2 separate regions of the Sus scrofa genome follow, and region 1 is linked to region 2. A link is a contact called in public Hi-C data. All regions are on one chromosome and are shown on one strand. The core of a region is the stretch at or near the end of the contact, and the rest is flanking DNA. Distances in the headings are between cores, read along the strand shown.

Region 1 (4,787 bases), core at 1,519-4,018, 95 kb before region 2:
TAAGTCAACTATACTTTAATAAAAAAATTAATAAAAATTAAAACATTTTTTAAAAAAGAAAAAATTTGTATCCCAAATATAAGGAACACTGCAAACCAGTAACAAAAAAGAAAAGGAAAAAGGGCAAAGGCTACTCCCCCAAAAAAGCATCAGACTCGTGTAGTCAACATGGAAATTAATTAGATGAAAACTAAAGAGGCTACACAACAAAAGCTATAACCCATCATTGTTCATGTTTATTTTGATACATAAAATAACTTTCCCTGAGTCAGTTCCGAACAAGAATTTTAACTTTTATTTCTTTAATGTATTCGATTTCTTTGTTAGGGCCATTTTAGCAGATGACAGTTTCAAAACTCTCTGCAAAGTATCATGCTGCAGAAAGAAAACATCAGTTTTGGTTAAGGTCTACCGAGAAATCTGGGCAGAGAGAGGAAAAGGTTCAACTATTTTGAGACTGACTTCAGTCTTGTTTGAACTTTGCCAAGTATGAGGTATCCAATCTCCTACCTAAATAAAATAAGGACATGGCCCTAGTGTTGCTGTGGATACTTAAAATAGATGTTAAAATAAATAAATGACGGTCCTGATCTAGAATAAAGCCTTCCACAGAAAGTGGATTTCTGGACACAAATGGGAATACAAATTCAATTCGTAACCTATTACAGAGCTCCCTCTGCTGGCCCAGAGAAAGTATAATGACCCTGACACTGACACTTCAGGTCGCCTCAGGAATGTATCCTTTGGATTGTGGGGGCAAAGTTCTTCTGGGACATTTACCAAAAAAAAAAAAAAAAAAAAAAAAAACCACTGACGTAGTCAAATAGAAGAAGCCTCCCAAGATCCCCAAACTGATATTTTTATCCAAATACTTGGGTTTTCAAAGCAGCGTGGGCCATGGTTTACCTCTGCGGTTCTTACAGGTGTGGTTCTTGAGGTCTCTTATAAAGCGATCAAATCTCACCCTACTCAAACCCCATCCCCTGCAACTGCAGTCTGATTCTTTGCAGTGGCTTCAGATACTCCCAACCAGGACCTACTCCTTCGGATGGAACAAAGTCATTAGCCTACCATCAGAGGGAGGTCCCCTTTGAAAATCTGAAAACGATGTGCTTTGCATCTAGAAATCCCAGGGAAACGTGCAGAGAGGCTGGTTATTCAAACCACCACTGCAGGCTGAGGCTTGCAAACAGACACCCTGTAACATGAGCCTCAGTCCTGTCCCTCAACAGCTTCGTGAAGGGGCTCCACTGAGGATCGGGACGATCGAATGGTTACAAGCATGAGCTCTGAAGTCCAATGTATCTGGCTTCAGGTCCTGGCTCTTCTACTGCTCACTGTGTAACCACAGCAAGTTACTTAATCTCTCTGCGATTCAGTTTCTGCAGCAGTAAACGAGGGGGTGGCTATGGAAAACTACCCAGCATGGTCATAAGGATTAAAATCTATGAAATGCTGATAAAGGATTAAGCATCATGCCTGGCAGACATTAAATACCTAATCATTACTAGTTATTGTTCACAGTTACAATGCCTATCGGGTATAATAAATAATTTATACGTAAGTGGACTTTGCTGGTTAAAGCTTTGAACTTTGTAAATACTTGATATGCACTACATTCCACAAAAGTTAGACCAACTCACACACCCATCAGCAGTATTACTACTCTTTCACCATTTGTGTAATTCTGACCCAAAGCCAAACAAAGGCTGAGCCTTGGCCCCGAAACAGAAAAAAGAAAACAAGAAAAGCTCTTTCCTTCAAAAACAAAAGGTTGGTTAAAACCGCACAGACCTGGAAGGCGAAAATTAGAGGGGGCTGCCTGAGAACCCCAGCCCTAGAATGGTCTGTTCCACGGCAACAACCCAGCCACCATTCCCCTGGACTTGCCTCTGGGGCTTTGAGGACACGGCAACCTCTGCTGGAACATCTCCGCCCACCCCACTCACAGCCAACCTTCCTGCCCTCTTCCTCCAGGAATTTGTCAGTAATCCCCAGCCTGAGTTAAATATTCTTCCACTCTGCTTGGCCAACACCCTCCGATTACCTCTGTTTTAAAGCTCAGTTTCAGACACCGAGGTATAATTAATGGTCTGTCCCCCACTCTAGACAACGACCTCCTTCAGGGTGAGGGCTGCTGCAGCATCCAGCAAAGTACCTGTGGATACAGTGGACACTGAAGAGAAATTTACTGAATGAATTAACCAATCACAGAGCAGAGGGTCTAAAGCCGTAGTCAGAGAACGTTTCTGTCGGTAAAGGACCAGAGAACAGACATTTCAGGCTTTGGGGGCCACATGGTCTCAGTCACAACGGCTTCACTCTGCCTCTGCAGCACAAAAGCAGTATAGACAGTACGCAAATGAATGGGCATGGCTGTGTTCCAATAACACTTCACTGCTAAAACCAGGTGGCAGGCCAGGTTTGGCTTGTGGACCATTGTTTGCCAATCAAGCCCTTGGTTTAGAAGAGGAAGCTTTAACTTTCAAAAAAGAAAAGAAAAAAAAAAAAAAAAAGATGATGGAACGATCACAGAGACTTAATATTTTAAACCTGTGCAAAATTCAGGCTAAACGGTACACTGAGAACTCAATTCAATTAGTATGACCACTGGGTACTCCCAGTTCCTTTCCTCTGTGACTCGGTCTGTCACGCACAGAGTAAAGGGAAAGGAAACCGACGGGAGAGGAGAGGACGGCCCCCCACGAGGAACTGAGCACAGGCGTCAGGCCTCGGTCACAGGCCAAATAAAAAGGATCGGAAGAGGAAGAACAGCAGCAGAGATGGGTTTAAATTAGAAGAGCCTGGAAGGGACTCTTCAGTTGTCACATTCACCCTTAAGAGACTGACTGAGAATTGCTCAACCTGGGTCAGACAAACAGTTTGACGAAAACAGACTGAAAAGAGTATGTTTGATAAGTCATTCAGAATTTCCTAACACTTTGAATTACGCATCAAAACCTACATGCTCGCCTCCACAGATCACGGAAAAGAAAGAAAAAAATGCTAAGAGAATGGTCATGCAGGTCGGAAAGTCGATCCCTTCCTGTCGCCTGCCGACCTCTGACTCCACGTGCCAGCTTCCTCCCTCCCAGACCCTCCGCTGCGCCCCAACCTTCCAATGCTCTCTCACTCCTTTGGTTGTGGCAACAGAAAGGAGCTTCAGGACTGAGTCCGTGTGGACCACAGAACCTGCTTTCCCTGGATCGTGCGCGGCCTGCCTGCCAAGTTGGTCTAGTTAGTCAGAGCCTTACTTTTCATAGTGCCTTCCTCTTCCTCCTCCTCCGCATTGATCACCATGGTGCCCAGCTGGGACGGCAACGTGTCGTCGTGCTCGATCATGGTATTGGCTCCGTCACTCATGGTGCTGGCCACGCGGACGGTGCCCATCTCGTCCCCGGCGGCTCGGACCATCGTGCCAGAATCCATTTCATCCTCCTCCTGGAAGAGGATGAAATCTCAGATGAGGGCTAATTTGATCAAAATCTTACAGGGTTTCTGAATTACTCTTATTCATCCTGGTGCAAATATTTCTGATGTGACACTTAGATTCTAAACCCACCACGAAGAACCGAGAGCACTCTTTTTTTTTTTTTTCACACTGAACTATGGTTGATGTACGACACTCTATGTGTTACAAGTGTACAATACATGGATTCACAATTTTCACGAGTTAGACTCCATTGAGAGTACTCTTAACCAAAGAAGATCATAATTTATCCACATGAGAGCTGCACATCCAACCCTAAAGGGCCCTCTCCCTCTCCCCTTCCCTCTCCTTCTTAGTAACATGTTGTAACATTGACCCAAGGAGCTGAGTGCATACTCTTGGGATCTCAAGGGTGTGGGGGAGTCTCTAAGTGTAAAAATCTACCTATTCAGTATGGCTCCCAGATTCTCCAAATGGGTAAGGAAAACTCAGACTCAGCCCTGAGCATTCTCTCTCCTGAATAAAAAGTTAAACTGAAGAAAAGATATGAAGGCAAAAGAATAAAATGTGGAAGTGCCTCAGGAAGCGCTGTGAGAAGAACAAGCACAGATCCAGCAAGCCTCCAGCAAGCCCTGGTCCCGGACTGGACAGAGTCACTTGAAAAGAGTCTCCAGCTCCAGGTGGATCCTACATCCCCAACTCATCTCGCCTGGCCGGTAGTCATGAAATAACAAGCATGAATGCCCGAGGCCCACCACACTGCCTGCCACTCACTGAGTTTTCTTCATCGTCCTGGTCCACCTCCCGCTGCTGGGCTTCCTGGCGTTTCAGCTTCACGTCCATGGCTTCGTTAATTAAGTCCCGCAGTATGGACACTCCTTTGGCACTCTTGACAAATGGGTGCTTCAATAAGAAAGTGGAAGATGGTTTATATGGTAGAGTGCCAAACACTGCCTGGCACACAGCAGGTACTTGATGATTTCTGTTCAATCGGCCAGTGAATCTGTTTCTCTTTATGGTTTGGACATCAGCTAACTCATACTCGCTTTATAACTGAACAGATGCATTCATGCTTTACCCATCTTTTTTGGCTTGGCTAGAATGTTTCCTCCATTTCTCTGTGCAAACTCTAGGGATTCTCAGCAGGCTACTATCGCCCCCTAGAGGAAGTTCTGTAAACATGCTGGGAGCTTGTTTGGAGAACACAAACTACATGGAAGTGGGACAGGGGGCAGGGACACAAGCGATCCTGTGAAGTGTGGAACAATCTTATACAGCATTGAACTGTAACACATTCTGTACATCTTTCAAATGTGTCAGAGAACATATATACACTTTGATAAATAATACTGAAAAA
Region 2 (4,805 bases), core at 793-3,292:
GGTGCTGAACAGCAGAGTTGAGATTTGATCCCGAGGAGTATAATCTCAATTTTTTTTTTTTTTTTTTTTTTGGCCACAGCATGCAGCAGATCTCAGTCCCCAGACCCAGGATTGAACCTGAGCTGCAGTGGTGAAAGTGTTGAATCCTAACCCCTAGGCCACCAGGGAACTCTCTAAGGTGAATGACTTTTGGAGACGTGAACATCGCTTCTCTGAGCCCATTTCTACACCTGTAAAGAGATGATGATAATATTACCCACCTTTGTACATATAACAAAGGGAGGGAATAGCATCTGTATCCAGGTGGTCAGGTTGAACATTAAACCAGGTTTGCAAGGCGTCTTGTCCTTTGTGCCTGGCGCAAAATAGGTGTCTGGCAAATGGTAGTGTGTCTAAAAACTGCAGCCTCTGCCCATCCTCCTGCCACTGCTACAGCCTGTCCTCGCCGGCCACCCCCACCCCCCCGCCCCAGGTGGTACACTGTCTGGTTTCAGAGGCGTGTTGGCAAACTGTGGAATACTCAGTGGACAAGTTTCTGCAAGTCTGGGTGTTCCATCTAGCCCTGCCATCAACACCCAGGAGCAAAACCCTTCTCCTGTCTGGAACTCAGTTTCCCCATCTACAAAGTCTGGCAAAAAAAGGTCAGGTGGTACAGGCTGGGAGGAAGGTGGGAAGAGGCAGTGGGGCAGGTAAAGCAGAGCAGAGCAGAGGGCTCCCTGGAACCCAGCTCAGCCACCTGCTGGGAAACCCACAGAACCACCCCAGCAAACTCCCAGCTCAGGGAACCTCCTCCCCCTCCCAGAAGACTCAGAGTCAAGGTGCCCTCTTTTGGACTTGGCTGGGGCAAGGCCTTTTATGCTTAGTTTCTGGAATCTTACAGCTGAACGTGATAGTTACTCTATTTCTTAGGTTAGCACTTACTGAACGCTCACAATGCACCACATGAGGTAGTGCTGGAGATACTGCCTAGACACAGTCCTCCTGTTTTCCATGCCCCGGGGGAAGAAGTCAGCCGCATTTTTGCAGGTAAAGGCTGCCAAGGGTGAAATTTTGCTCAAGCTCGCGCCCTAGCGGCAGAGCTCGAGCGAAACCCGGCGCGCAAGCTCTTCACTCTCAACAGAAGTGAGGACAGACGGCTGGCGGCTTCCACCAGTCCTATCAGCTCTGAAGAACCGGCTGTGCAGCCTGGAGCGGAGGCAGCTCCTCGTGGTTCCGGAAAATAGGGGCGGCTGGGGCCGACCTCGGGTCACGCTGCCGGGAAAGCTCTTCTGGCTTCCCCAGTCATCACCTGGGTCTCCTCCGGCACCTTCCTCACCAGGTGCTTTGAATTGCCCATCCTCCCGACCCCTCTATAAGGCAGCTACCACCCCCCTTTTGCAGACAGCCCCCCTCCCCAAGCTCAGAATGGTTTATTTGCTCAAAGCCGCACAGCTGCCGGCTTTCTCATCCCAGGTCTGGCTGACCCCAAAGCCCTTGGCCGTTTTCCCTGAGCCGTAACACCTCTCCTCCGTAAAAACGGAGCACCAGCAAAACACACAGTAGGCGCACACTAATTGCCAGTTCTCGTCTCAGGGCCCTTTCTAACCACCTGTATCTCTCGACCCCAGGCTGCAAAACGGAAGATGCAAGAGCAGCCAGAGATGAAAGGGCACGGGGGGCCGGGATGCTCTCTAGCTGTCTGTCGGTCGATGGGTCTGTCCGTCTCCCCACCCCCCACCCCCCGCTCACCGTCGGCGGGCTGCTGGAAGTTGATGTAGGCATAGCCCAGCGAGCGGCGGGTGGCCACGTCGCGGCACACGCGGATGGACAGGATGGGGCCGGCGGGCGAGAACTTCTCATAGAGCATGGCCTCCGTCACGTCGGGGTGCAGGTCGCCCACGTAGAGCGAGGCGAGCGGGTAGCCCGGGCCGCTGGCGTTCATGGTGGGCGCGGCCCCGCGCTCGGCGCCCGCGTGCGCTCACCCCGGCGGGAGCCTCGGCAGCGGGGACGCGCGGGGCGGCAGGGCTCTTCCCACCCGCGTCGGCCCCCGGCTTTTACGGCCCCCGCCGCCCGGCTCACCAATCGCGGACGCGCGCGGCCCCGCCGCACACCTGCGACCCCTCAGCCTTCGAGAAGCCCCAGGTGGGGGCATCTCTGCCTCCGTGACGAGAGGCGAGGACAGCCCTCACCTGGCCCCGGGTAGAGTTGCGGGGAAGCCGGGGGAGCTCCGAGCCTGCGCCAGCAGCGCGGAGAGGGCGGGGACCGGGCGGCAGGAGCCCTGGGTTCTAATCCCCAAGATGCCTTTGTCCTGAACCTTCTCTGTGAAACTGGGAGGATTCCCTCTACACGAGGGACTGTGTGCCCCGCGCATGTTTCACACAGTAACGGGCGAATTCCGAGCGGGACGCCCGACTTCAAGGCTTGTGTTCCTACTGCCTACCCTCCCGAAAGGAGGCTTTCTCGTCCGGACAGCACGGATCCAGTCCCAGCCTTCAGGACCTGGCTGGGTGACTTGGGACTGAAGGCTCCATGTGAGCATTTCCAACTAAAACCTTCCTTGACCCCAGCAAGGCCATTGGGAGAGGCTCTGCGCACGAATCCATCCCACCCGCAGGCCACCAGGAAGGTTCACCGCGATTCTTGGAACCCAACAGGACAAGGTCAGAGTGCTGGCCCCCCAAAAAGCACCAAGTGTCAGAGTTTGCAGCCCCAACCTGTGATGTAGGGCCAGTTTTGAAAACTGACATTTCACCTGGCTTCTCATTTCCTGCTTCAATAAAACAGATTCCCAGAGACCTTTGGTTGGGTGTGACAGATGGAACAAGCAGCCTGGGAACCAAGGGCAGGAGCTCGTCTGGTTGCCCAGCTTACACTAGCAAGAAAGCATCAACCAGTTCTAATCCTGGGCTTAAAAAAAAAAAAAAAAACTATCTTGATTTTTTTTTTTTTTTAATGGATGCTTTTAGACTGGGGCGTGGGGGACAAGCCCCAGGAAGAAAGTCAGTGCTGCAGGCTACCTTAAACAGTGCTAGGAGGGAGGACGGAGATGGGCCTAACCTTGGAGTCGACCAAGACTTATGCAACCATTTCTCCCTGGCTTGGTTACATCTCAGGATTTAAAAAGGAGTGGGGGCGTCATCTATGAATAGGATGCAAAACCACAGTCCACACCCAATCTCAGAAGCCACAAAAGTGGACCCAACACCTGGATGGATTGTTGTGCAACGCAGAGAGGCTCCGTGGTTTTTTTTTGTCTTTTTGCCTTTTCTAGGGCCACTCCCGCGGCATATGGAGGTTCCCAGGTTAGGGGTCCAATTGGAGCTGTAGCCACTGACCTACGCCAGAGCCACAACTCGGGATCCGAGCCACATCTGCAACCTACACCACAGCTCACAGCAACGCTGGATCCTTAACCCACTGAGCAAGGCCAGGGATCGAACCCACAACCTCATGGTTCCTAGTCGGATTTGTTAACCACTGCGCCACGGCAGGAACTCCAGCTCTGTGTTAATTCATGGCAATTTCCCCCTCTTCACAACACGCTGACTTCTGGTTCTAAAAGATGAAATTAAGTTGCTGCCTCCTTTTAAGAGCAAGGCCCCAATTGTGATCAGAGTAGTCAGCTAGTTCTGGTGGTGACATGGGTGGCGCCACACATCAATGCACAGGCCAACTGATAAAATTTTTTATTTCACTTTTGAGTTTTTACACGTTTCCTGATTATTCTGTAGAAGGTGGAACCTAGAAATGTTTAAAAGACATACACAAATCTAGTACATCAATAACCGGGGTTTTTTTCTTTTTTGCTATACTATTTTCACAACCACGGGTGTGCTTGCTAGGCAATATAACCATCACAGAAGCAAACGTGAGGCAGAATACTGGTAAGGAAAAACAAAGCAAGAGAGAGCTACCAGATATACAGACAGGCTCGTTCCACAGTCACTACTGCATTTTCAAGCGCCAAGTATGAACTGCACATTTTTGTTCAGCTAGAAAGGAGAGAGGGTTTCTTTTTTTTTTTCTTTTTTCTTTCGGTTTGTTTGAAATCAGTGCATGAATGTTTCTTTTCTCATTTCAGCAGATGGACAAACAGATGGACACTACGGCTATGTGGAATGTTCGAGGGAGAAGGGGGGATACTGTGAGACTGGTAGGCCTGGCTATTCTTGACTCTCCCCATTGCAGTGTTCATGCAACTTCCCTGCAGCACAGGGTCTTGCTGAAACATGTCTGTGAACTTGACTGGATGGGCACACTTGGGAGAGCTGGTGACAGGTGCTAACAAGCATTATCAGGGCTGGTTGCAATAAAGAGAAAGCATGGATATTTTAAAATACTTTTTTGATTCAGATCTTGGTACGACTGGAGAGCAACCACTGTGCAGAGAACTGGAGGAAGACAGAACTGTGACGTGGGAAGCTCTTTTCGACTCTCTGAAGCAAGGCTGGCTCACTCAAGCGCTCACCAACGCCTCTCACCCCCTCCAGGGCCCCTGTCCCTGCCCATATAGTATTAAACTAGAAACAAAGGGCCGAGAGAGAAATCAGAAGGAAAAAAACAATGTAAGGAAGCAGAAGGGAGGACAGAAATTTAGAGAGGGAAGAGAAAACCAAAGTCAACAGTCAAAAAAGGACAGTGGGGAAGAATGTTAAGATTTTCAAACTAAAAGGCCCCGAGCTAGGAAGAACCCAGACTGAGTACTTACTCCTCAAGTGAAAGGCAATCTCTGCAGAACATGATTCTTAAAAGGGTTCACCCAAGAACCAGATAAGGCCATTCCTAAGATACACGGCTTTTTTTCTTCTCTCGCTTGTGGTTTCAAG

What was found. Hi-C and Micro-C count contacts between places; a contact is called where the count stands out from the background.
Region 1: a Hi-C map of liver shows a contact between it and region 2, with 4 times the contacts expected there. The contact joins the enhancer-like site here to the promoter of PABPC1L in region 2. A contact is called at or near these places in 4 of 47 Hi-C or Micro-C datasets (blood and liver).

The regions. Positions count from the first base shown.
Region 1 is chr17:47,414,177-47,418,963 of Sscrofa11.1, reverse strand. It overlaps STK4 (serine/threonine-protein kinase 4), which reads right to left. Exons shown (of 11, transcript XM_021077860.1): 8 at 4,205-4,333; 9 at 3,255-3,441. Among named protein-coding and RNA genes, the nearest start is that of STK4, 29 kb to the right of the region's middle. Within about 2 kb of position 2,768, at least 18 of the 83 cell types and tissues checked have an H3K27ac peak or open chromatin away from gene starts, as enhancers often do. A contact at or near this core is called in liver, where this site is marked.
Region 2 is chr17:47,318,496-47,323,300 of Sscrofa11.1, reverse strand. PABPC1L (polyadenylate-binding protein 1-like) reads right to left here and starts at 2,042. Exons shown (of 15, transcript XM_005672962.3): 1 at 1,729-2,042. The coding sequence starts at 1,921.